2 separate regions of the Rattus norvegicus genome follow, and region 1 is linked to region 2. Evidence: chromatin contacts called from public Hi-C data. All regions are on one chromosome and are shown on one strand. Each heading gives the region's core, a stretch centred on a gene start, on an enhancer-like site or on the middle of the called end of the contact. The rest is flanking DNA. Distances are from core to core; before and after follow the strand shown. Region 1 holds the start of Cacna1e (calcium voltage-gated channel subunit alpha1 E). Region 2 has its middle 58 kb from the start of Zfp648.

The links. Hi-C and Micro-C count contacts between places; a contact is called where the count stands out from the background.
Region 1: a Hi-C map of frontal cortex shows a contact between it and region 2, with 2.1 times the contacts expected there. The contact joins the promoter of Cacna1e here to the enhancer-like site in region 2. A contact is called at or near these places in 6 of 12 Hi-C or Micro-C datasets (the A7r5 cell line, the Rat2 cell line, frontal cortex and 2 more).

The regions. Positions count from the first base shown.
Region 1 is chr13:69,440,833-69,446,474 of GRCr8, forward strand. Cacna1e (calcium voltage-gated channel subunit alpha1 E) reads right to left here and starts at 3,978. Exons shown (of 47, transcript NM_019294.3): 1 at 3,703-3,978. The coding sequence starts at 3,971.
Region 2 is chr13:68,943,071-68,948,587 of GRCr8, forward strand. No RefSeq gene overlaps it. Among named protein-coding and RNA genes, the nearest start is that of Zfp648, 58 kb to the left of the region's middle. Within about 2 kb of position 2,136, at least 25 of the 93 cell types and tissues checked have an H3K27ac peak or open chromatin away from gene starts, as enhancers often do.

The sequences.
Region 1 (5,642 bases), core at 2,728-5,227, 500 kb after region 2:
AAGTAGCTTTCAGAATAGCCAATGCCCAGGGAAGAAAGAACACTTGTTAGATCTATTAGATGAGCAAGCAAGAAACTCCATAAAATGGGATATCACATTTTAAATCAGATTAGCATTTTTTCAAAGACTACGTTATCGTCTGCAGAAGAGAATATCGTGAGAAAATAAAATTATCTCCCTATGCAGATGTAGCTTCTAAGAAAAAGGAAATGCATTCAGAGTGGGCTGTTGTCTTTCCACCATCTTTCATGTCAAATCTGGGTTATTGTAGACATTTCCCTTCAAATCAGAACTAGACAACCCCTATTAAGAGCAAGAAGAGGCTCTCCTAAGTCAGCAGGTCCTAGAAGCACAAATTAAATCACACCTTTTACTTAGCTCATCCTTTCAGATCAATGAAATTAAAACGCATGACATGTAAGGAAAGCACCTAATCATCCTAGTTCCTCCGTGACTTTCTGTCACACAAAAAAAAAGAAAGAAAAGAAAAGAAAGGAAGGAAGGAAGGAAGGAAGAAAGAGAGAAAGAGAAAAGAAAGTACAAAGTTCAAAAAGTGTAGTGCACAGCAATCAAAATCTGCACCTGAATGACTGTGTGTTAGTACCAAAACAGGTCTTAACGGCATTTCCTAACAACGTCCCTGTTGTGAAAATCTGGCCCCAACAACGAACAAAGTAGTTGTTAAACTGGTCACTACCACCACCAGGAGTACAGTTAATTATTGATGCATTAGTCGCCTGCGTGTGATTTAGCAACTGTGAAGTGGGACCCAGGAGTCTGGATTTTGAACATGCTCTCATGTGATACAGAGGAGTCTCCTCGCTCTCAGTGAGATGCGAGAATCTAAATGACTTCACCTTGAATGATGAGTCCCCACTTTGCAGGTGTGCAGAAGTCCCCAAAGGATTCCATTAATAATAATGGATGCTTATTGGGTAATTAGGTAATGTTCCAGGCACTTGACACATTAACCCATTGAATTCTCCCACTAACTCTTTATCATCACCCCGATTTTACAGGTAAGAAAACTGAATCATAGAGTAGTGAAGTAACTTTTCAAGGTCATTGGGGTTTCTGGAGGAGCTGAGATTTGAACTCAGGCAGCCTAATTAGAGAGCTTTAAAGGTAACTTCTGCCCACACTGATTCTCAAAAGGTGAAGCAGAGATTTGGGGAAACTGGATGTTGGACACTGGAGGAAAGGTGACACTGGCTCCGATGCGGCTTGGAAGAAAATGCAGAGCCCACAGAGGCACAATGCTTCCACGTGGTCACCACCGGAGGGAATACGTTAGTCAGTTACACTGTACAACCAGAAGGGGAAAAAATCCAACCAGCTTCCCCTCAACATCTTAGCAGATGCTGTCTGAACAGGCTACAACAGCCTATGGGCTGTAGAAAAACTGTAAAATGTCTAAGTATGAAGACAGCAAAGGTGACTGGGACGGGACTTGTGGCCAAGGCACTGAGTATGACAATGGAATCCACTCCCTCCAGAATCTCTCCTTTGGCGATCCTTAGTTCATTTTGGCTAAAGGAGAGAAAAGGGGATGCATAAAACCTAGCAGCGCCTGGTTCTCAAAGCTCCTGGTGGAAAACCCGTGTCTTTGCAGCAGAAGTGACAAGAGGAAAAGGCTTTGGTGCGGGAAACGTGCTTCGTGTCCCAGTCCCGGAGCTTGAGCCCAGCCGGAAGTACCCTACGTGCTGCACCGGGTGACTAGGGAGCGGCGACCAGCCAGGGAGTTTTGATGGCGCTGTCCGAGGTGCCAAGGAGAGCTGCTACACTTTGCCATCTGCGGGACTGAGAGGCTGCTTTGTCTACTGCAAGCAAACGGAGAAGGGGGCTGTCGGGTTGGGGGGGTGTCCTAAGCAGGTCACAGGAAAGAGGCACCTGGTGGGTGGAAAATCTAAAAGAGCCGTAGAAGGCGGCGGTCGAGGGAGGGGACCTTCACTGGGAGATCGGTCCAGTACCGCTCTGAAGAGCTATTTGCAGCCGCAGCGTGCAATACAATGCAATCTGTCCGCTTTGTGCAGCTCACTGACAGGCATGACTGCAGGGGCCAGACCCCTCCCCCGCCCCAAGCCCCCATCTAAATAGTTCAACCCAAGCACTCTGTGGAGGTGGGAGGGGGAGGTGAGAACTGGAGAACAAGGAGGAGAAAGGGAGAAACCCAGCCAGGGGGTGGCTGTGGGAGGATGTGAACAGCAGCAGGAAGCACCACTGCTTAGAGATGCTCCCTCATTTCTAATGAGGTGCTGCCTAGAAGCACCATGCGCCAGCCAATCCCAAAGCAGCTGAAGCAGGGAACTGAAGAGGAAAAAAGAAAAAAGAAAAGGAAGGCCAAAAACTAGAGGTTGGGGGCTGCAGGAATTGTTCAGGCCCTGAGGGGAGTGAACTACATTGCAAACTAATACTTGAACACCCAGTCCCCAGCCTCTGCTTTCTCGCTGTTGCACACCTGAGGGGACGGTTGAGGTTGAGGGGAGGGAGCAAGAGGCAAAGAGGAGGAGTTTCTTCTGCAGGTGAATTCTTCCCAAGAACTGTGCCTCCACAAGCACCAAAGTCCCTGTCCTCAAGCCAACCCCCCCCCATCTAACCTCAAATCATTGGCTTGCCTCCTGTAATATCCAAAACACCCTACCACCCTCAACTCCTAATGGCCTTGTCGAGCATGCAAATTCTTAGTGCAGAGCAGGAGTAAGCTGCCTAATCAGCAGCCTGCATTTCGTGAGCTTGGTGAAACCCGCAAAGGTGTTCCTTCCATGGCCTTTTACCCCCAAAACCAGCACCACCTCCCTAGATGACCTAGCCACTCTTTGTGAAGAACAACACCCTTGCTTTTAAAGATAAATTGTTTGCACACCTCTGACCCTCAGCTGAGGGGTTCGGGCCCAGGAGACCTGTCTGGCTCAGGATACTGGGAGAGCAACCAGGTATGGCAAACATTACAAGAGTAGCAACCCAGGGCAAAGAAAGGATGAACACACCTCTTTGCCTGAAAAGAGAGCTCCAACTTTGAGCCATTTGGGCTGGTGGTAACATGATCCCCTCCCCTGACAGCCACTCACTTTCAGTAGAACTTAAACTTGGTCTCCAGAGTTAGCTGACTCCCTAGCCCAACGCCTGTTTCATGAGTATTCGTTTGTCTACCTGTATACATGGGTTTGGCTCCTGCTCTTTGGAGCTTCTGGTCTGATAAATCCCCTCCCAGAGCCTCAACTTCTCTGCTGGCAGACAGTACAAGCGTCTTCCCAGCTATTAGGAATGGGAGCAGAGGGATTGGCTTAAGTGGAGGAAAAGAGAGAACTGATTACGAAAGAATCCCTGAGATTCGAAGTAAGCCAAACCACATGGAGTGCAGCTTCTGAAAGGGTTAGGGCTTTGGGGGTGGCTGAGAAACAGACAAAGCCTAGAAAAAGGCAGATGCCTCCACACCAGGCACCTGAGTACACTAGAGATTTCTACATGGAAAAATAATCCCAAAAACCAAAAGTCTTACCTTGAAAATCACTAGTGCCCAAATAGGTCTCCAGGGCATCAGGCTTGCCCTTTGGATGCAAAAAGGTAGGGTGCACTTGAGCAAAGGGGCAAATTTTGGCACCAGGAAGGGTTGGGGAATAGATTCCATGCTAGGTGTCCCCCCCCCTCACCCGATGGAATGCAAAGAGGGAGAGGGAAGTCATGGTGGGCAAGAAAGGATATGGCCAATCGATGAGCTTCTTGGCATATTTCCTGACAATGTTATCTTCTCCGAAGATGAACAGGGATCTGTTGACCGTGAAACAGTTCTGCCGGACTGGTATGGGGTTGTACAAAGCCATAGTCCGCGCCCTCTGCGCTTTTGACTGCTTGTAGGCGGCCGCCGGCCCCGAGGCCGGTACGGGGGTTCCTTGTCGGTTCCTGCTCTGGTCCGAGTCTCCATCGCCTGAGCCTGGTCTGCCAACGACCACCGCCTCCCCGAAGCGAGCCATCCTGAAGTTTAAACAGACAGAAGACACACAAAGGTGATCGCCGAACACCCGCACACAACAAGAGGCAGAAAAGACACAGGCAGGCTCGGAGCCTTATCCACACAGGCGCAGGGACCACTGCCTCTGGGGACCCCTGCAGGCTCTTCAGCCTTGCTCTGAACTGTTGAATCTAAAGGCAACCTCTGCGAAGCTCCATTCCTCAAGGAAAAAAAGAAGAAGAAGAAGAAGGGGGTAGGGCTTCTAGAGGGAATATTTTCCCCAAAATGCCAGCGTGGGGTGGTGTTCAGGGACCGGAGAGGGGTGGAGTAGGCTGCTCCTCAAACATAGCTCCTCTTCTGGCACACGTACCACCTGGTTCAGAGAAAGGCAGGCACTGGCCCGCTAGGTAACAGTTTGCTGATTTATTGGCTGGGGTGAGGGGTAGAGAGGAAGAAGGAAATGCAAACAAAAGAACTTTGAAAAAAAATGAAAAGAAAAAAAGACGAGGGCCAGTTACGGTGACATGCTTTAGAACGCCAGCCCCTGAGAGTCCATAAGAAATTCCACAGCCAAGACTTGGCTCTTTAAATCTGCCAGCGGAGATGCATCCAAAGGTTGGAGAGAGGGAGATGGAGGTGGGGGGGAGAGCGGTACTAAGGTTCCTGCGTAAATCGCATCGCCCGAAAAATGAAGATAAGGAGTCGAACCAGCCGGAGAGGGGCAAATGACTTCACAGCTCCTGCGTTTGGGGTAGAAGTTGAGCAGCAACCAGAGAGCAGCGAAGCCCAAGTGCCAGCATCCGCCCAGAGCGCTCGCCGCCGCCGCCTCCCAGGATCAGCATGCAACAGCGATCCGCGGCTGCGCCGGGGAGAGGGTGGGAGAGCAAGCAGGCGAACGAGCGGGCGGGCGGTCGAGCACTCGCAACGAGGAACAGGTTGCAGTCAGTCTAGCTAGCGATGGCAGGGCATAGGACTTAATCCACGTACCGAACTTCCTCACCAAAGACCAGCTCTTTCTCCTCCCGGCCTTCCTGGCTACAGAGAGCAGAGATGATGCTTCAGGGCAGGTTGAAGAGCACAGCGCAGCAGCGCAGCAAGGTGGCCAAGAGGGACGCGGGGGCGGGGCTCTCAGAGTCCAGCGTGGTGAGGCTGGTTTGGCTTGTAGATTCGTTTTACTAAAGACTACCAAGGAAGAGTCGCCGCCGTTCCCTCAAGTGATGAAAAAGAGAGGCCCACTGAAGCTGGTGATGCCTGCGGACTCTCTGCAACAGATCAAGGACCTGTCCAGGAACACACTCTCCTTGGTCCTAGGAAGGGTACCCAGTTGTGTGCCTCTTGCAATGCCCTGCATAGGGTTCTGCTCGCTGCTGCTCTAGTGGAGGGTAGGGACACTCCTCCCCCAGGATCTTGTAGCCTCTGCTTCGGATCTCCTAGTTACCATCAGCAGGGATGCCCAGGGCAAAGAGAATGCCCTCTTCCTAAACCAACACTTAACAGGCCTCATAGAGAAGTGCCCTCTGCTTCTCTGGGACCTTCTGTCCTATGGGTCCTAAGGGACCTTACAAGGCAGCCTTTTAGCCTGGACTCTGCTTACCTCCTGGCAGGTGGCCCAGATATTCCAGTCCCCAGACAGTGAGCCTCAGTAAATGCCACCCACCACCACCTTTTATTTTTCAACTAAGGTCCATTGACA
Region 2 (5,517 bases), core at 886-3,385:
TGAGTGCCTTTCTACTTTGAAATTGTCTCAGTCTACATGTGCTCCACTTCAGCATCCTTTGGTCCTGTTGCTCGTCTATTGCCTTCTCCCTGCTCCGGTCCCACATCTCCCTTTTAATGTTTTGGATCTTCATTTGCTGTTCTTCCAGTCAAATGTCTGGGGAGAAGAGCAGGGAAGCAGAGTCTTCCTCAATAGAGTGGGTCGTTTCTTCAAAGGCCTTCAGCATGTCGTGGGTGATCTACTTGTCACCTCCTGAAACCTCGTCATTTCTGCCAGTTCTTCCCCTCTGCTGCTCCTGCCTCCAGATCAGGTCTCTGGTAGCTTGAGATGATGTGCCCATGGCACAATTAGGGGTCATTTGAAAACTGTAACAAATGTCCCTAGTCATAGGTCCAAAAGGAGTCTTGGTGGGTGGTACCATTAGCTGTAAAGCTTGAAGCAGATTGCAACTGTCTTGCTCAGAAGAGAGAATCCCAAATCAGAGAAGCTTTTTTTTTTTTTTGATAAAATATTCCGGACCAGATTTCAAGCTGCTCTGGCATCAAACAAGAGTCTTCCTGTTCTCGATGCAATGCTTCCCTCCCGCCCTCCGAAACGACTTCAGACTTGCCAGTCACAGGCAGAAGCTCCTGACACTTATTTGCAGGATCCTTGACAACCATTGTCTTATCCCATAATAGCCCTCTTCATTATAGTCCTCCCCAGAACCAGAATAGAGCTCCCTCGGTTCAGTATGTAGGGGATTTGTTGCAAAAACAAATGACAGTTTCCTTTCAATATTTCATCATCTAGTCGCACATTTTCGATACGTGGTATTTCTAAGTCAACAACCGAGGACAGCAGATGATCTCTTGGTGGGGCGGTGAACCAGAAGCAATCACCAATCTTTGGAGCTTCCCCTCTGCATTTATGGGCTCACAGGACCACCTGGTTCCTCATCACAGAGATCAAATGGACCATGATTGGGAAGAGCTGGAAGGCAGGGTTCTTATTCTTCTTCACAGCACCTGCAAGATGTAAGCTCTCTTGTGGCGGAGCTGAGCCGAATCTGCAGTTTGCTAGCAGCTCACACGGCTGTTCACACAGACATCTAGTTCAGGGGCTCGTTCTCAAACATGAGTTCAGAAAGCCTCAGGATCCAGGGGCATACAGGTTCAAAGGTTATCAGGACAGGGAGACAGACGCAAGCCTGCCTCAGGAGCAATACAGTTGGGAGAACAATGCAATCACCAACACCCTGTGGTTATTATTGTTTTTAATTACAAAAAACATAGTCCTTTAGAATTTTATTTTTTATTTAAAATGCAAAACATTAGCCTTCCTTGTGGCATTTTCCAAAGAAAGCAATGTTAGATATTTATCCTTCTTCCTCCTTCTAGCCATTATCCCTGCTGTACTCTTCCCACCCGTAGGACCCCCTTTCTGTTCTCATATCACTGGTCCCTTTGTCTTACCACCTTCCTCAGTGCCTCTTGTTCCCCCTCCCATGGCCTAGGTTTATACGCTGTGCCTACTCATACCCCCTTGTTTACATAATCCATACAGACACTGAAGGTTAGGATTTACGTATGAAAGATTATGCCTCCCTGACTCAGGATCACCTCACTTACCATCATTTGGAGATGCCCATTTTTCTGGAACTTCCATAATCTCACTTTCCTTCACATCTGGGTTTAAAAATGCCTCTGAGCCTTCGAGCGAACAGAGGAGACCAGGTTGTGTTGGGTTACCTCAATAGACCTCTGCACATAACTCTGGGATGGACTGATTCACTCCAGACCTCTCAAGTCTTTACATACTTGAAATGAAAGTGTTGAGAAGAAATGGCGTGCTCATTGACATTTGACCTACTGGCTCTTCTAGATTGGGGTCTACCAACTTTGCTGGGCACTCCTGCCTGCAGCTGCCACACAGCCCCCTGCATCCACCCAGCCCCCTGCATCCACACGGCCCCCTGCATCCACACGGCCCCCTGCATCCACATGGCACTGAAACAAACAAACGAATAAGCCAATAGCAGGACTCTGATGTCAAGCGCTTGTTTTCGGTGTGACATTTGGAAGATTGATAACCTGTGACTGCTAAGAATTATGCAGAGATTCCGAAGGCCCTCAGAGAAAACATTTTCCCCTCATGAGCAATGCAGTTCCCAAATTCCAGAGCCACGTGAGGAGTTGTTATGCCCTGCTTTATATTTTATTCATTTTAGTTTAAGCCATCATTTCATTTTTTTTTTTTTAAAAAAAGGGCAAATGATTCCTACAGCAAGAACCTTTACAGGCAGATGCAAAACCCTGTGCTGAAACTGGAAAAAATTTTTTTTAAATGCCAAGAAAAACAGTTAAACGTGTGTGGAGCATTAGCTAGGGAGGTGTGCATGTGTTGGAGTGGGGGTGTCTTCTGAGTCACTTCCCTAAATTTAGCAATGCAGTTTTTTTTTAAAAATAAGCCTTTAAGAGCTGTTTCCCAGAGATCCTGTTATTTCTCTGCATGTGCCTTACGTAAGTCTTTGTCACAGGCCTAAAGAACAGGCAGATAGGAAGGGTGTGGCCCCTTCCACAAAGAACCATGAAGTTCAGAAATACTCAAAGACTAAGGAACTCAAGCCTTCCTTTGGAGGCTGTCTGCTGGAGATGCTGTAAGCTAAGTGCTTCCCACTTTCATACTGTGGGACGGTTTGATATTTATTCACTTCTCCATGTGGAGTAGGACTGTCACTATTGTTAATCATTCCCAAGAGCATTGGCATAACTCTTACTGGATTCTTCAAGGCATTCATTTTCTTTGCCATCTACCCTCGTTCCTTTGTTCTCTCTCCCTCTCCCTTCCCCCCTCCTTCCTTCCCCCCTTCCCATTTTCTTTTCTGTAGATTCACCTCATGAATAATTTCTAAAAGATGTGGAAATCCATTTCGTCAGAGTTTGTTTCCAGCTTATGACTAGTAATTGCTCACATGGCTCCTCTGAGCTTCCTTTTAGCAATTGGTACATAACGACTGGGATTCAGAAGGTCTGCTAGGCACTTGTGTACTATGTAAGTGATGCTATTGAAAAAAAATGCCACTTTTAAGTTGGACAAATGACCTTCCCTTCTGTTGTTAGCTCCTCTTTGCTGTCTCTGCCAAGGCTTTTGTGTAGGATCAGTTCTGAGTGAAGAAAGGAAAAGTTATCCTGAAGGCAAATGCCCGCTTTTTTCTAGAAGCCCCTTCTGATTTCTGCATCCCCACTCTGGCAGTGTCCCCACCCTACCTATCCATAAACAAACCTCTTGCCAGTCTGCAGTCCTACTCGATCTTTTTCTGTCCTATTATGTTGCTGAAGAGTGACTGCCATGAATCCTAGCCAGATGGACACCTGGACAAAACTGACAACCAATGTCAGCAATTAATAACCAATAATGCATGTATATATTAGCCATCTAAGATAGTAAAAATTGTAACAGAGATTTATTTAGTTCTCACTATTATGGACATATTGCTTCTATTTTGGGCCTTGCCCTAGGCATGAGTTCACACTAGGTCCTCGCTTATATCCTTGAGGTAGAGAGAGAGATCCACAAGAGCACACTTTAAGAAGAGGAGACATATAGGTTGGTAGAGTAGTTTGGTGAGATAAGGTTGCAAAGAAGACTTCATTAAGATGCTGGAGACATCATCTGAGTGGGCAGAAGCAGCAAGATTGATGGAAGAGCATTCCATGCAGGGGAAGAGCAAGCACCCCTGAGGTGGGGACAACTCAGATATCCACAGATAGAGGGGCATGTTCCGGCAGTGTGCTGAGGGGAGAGGGAAATGGAGCTGGTAACCCCTGAATTGGCTACCATCAAGCTATGGCACTCTTGGTAACCCATGCTATGAAATGTTGATTTTAGGTAATTACAGCCTGAAGCCGTTTGAAGGTTTTGGAATCATCCAACTTAAGTATCAAGGCACCAAGCATTCCCTTAATATTATGACCTTGAACTTCAAAAACTAAGAACTAACTCAAGCCACACCCAGAAAGGGCTCCAGTCTGTCCTAGATCACAGTCCTAACCTCCCAAAACATCTGACCAACCCACTCTTCAGCTTCTCACATGCAGCAGAACGGCTTGGGTGCTGCCTCCCCCCTTTCTCATACCTCAGAGAGAAAACAATGTTTGTGTAGCCCATCTAAAATCCCAAGGTGTCTCAAGAGACACTCAACACACAAAGGGACTTTCTAGACTAGCTGACACTGTAAGATCCCTCTTGGTTCCCTTATTTGGCTCCCCTAGAGTTTATGACATTTCCTCATGATGCCACAGAAGCAGTGAAATAGACATTTAAATTGAAGCAAGACTAAAAACAGAAAAGTCAGCAATGATTAACAAGGCCTAGTTCACCTTTTAAAGCACTAGACAGCTTAGACAATTAAAGCATCGCTTTTGTGTGCTTTCTCCTGACAACCATAGAGTTTTTTTTAGACACATTCGGTCTTAGTTACTTGTCTGTTGTTGTGATAAGACACCATAATCAAGGAAACTTATTGAAGGAAGATTGTATTTGGGATTTAAAGTTGCAGAGGGTTAGAATCCATGACAACCATGGCACAGAGCATGGCAATAGGTTGGCAGTCATGGTGCTGGAACAGTAGTTAAGAGTTCAGAGCTTGAGGCAGAGAGAGCTAACTGGGAATGGCACAGGTCTTTTTAAAAACTCAAAGCCCTGGAATAGAATTGAAGACCCAGAAATGAACCCACACACCTATGGTCACTTGATCTTTGACAAAGGAGCCAAAACCATCCGATGAGGGTAAAAAACAGCATTTTCAACAAATGGTGCTGGTTCAACTGGAGGTCAGCATGTGGAAGAATCCAAATCGGCCCATTCTTATCACCCTGTACAAAGCTCAAGTCCAAGTGGATCAAAGATCTCCACATAAAACCAGTTACACTCAAACTAATAGAAGAGAAAATGGGGGAAAGCCTCAAACACATAGGCTCAGGGGAAATTTTCCTGAATAGAACACCAATGCCTTAAGCTCTAAGATCAAAAATCGACAAATGGGATTTCATAAAATTGCAGAGCTTCTGTAAGGCAAAGGACACTGTCATTAGGTCAAAATGGCAACCAATAGATTAGGAAAAGATCTTTACCAATCCTACATCCGATAAAGGGCTACTATCCAATATATACAAAGAACTCAAGAAGTTCGACTCCAGAGAATCAAATAACCCTATTAAAATGGGGTACAGAGCTAAACAAAGAATTCACAGCTGAGGAATATGGAATGGCTGAGAAGTACCTAAAGAAATGTTCAATATCTTTAGTCATCATGGAAATGTAAATCAAAACAACCCTGAGATTCCACCTCACACCAGTCAGAATGGCTAAGATCAAAAACTAGGTGACAACAGATGCTGGCGAGGATGTGGAGGGAGGAACACTCCTCCATTGTTGGGATTGCAAACTGGTACAACAACTCTGGAAATCAGTCTGGAGGTTCCTCAGAAAATTGGACATTGTACTCCCTGAGGACCCAGCTATACCTCTCCTGGG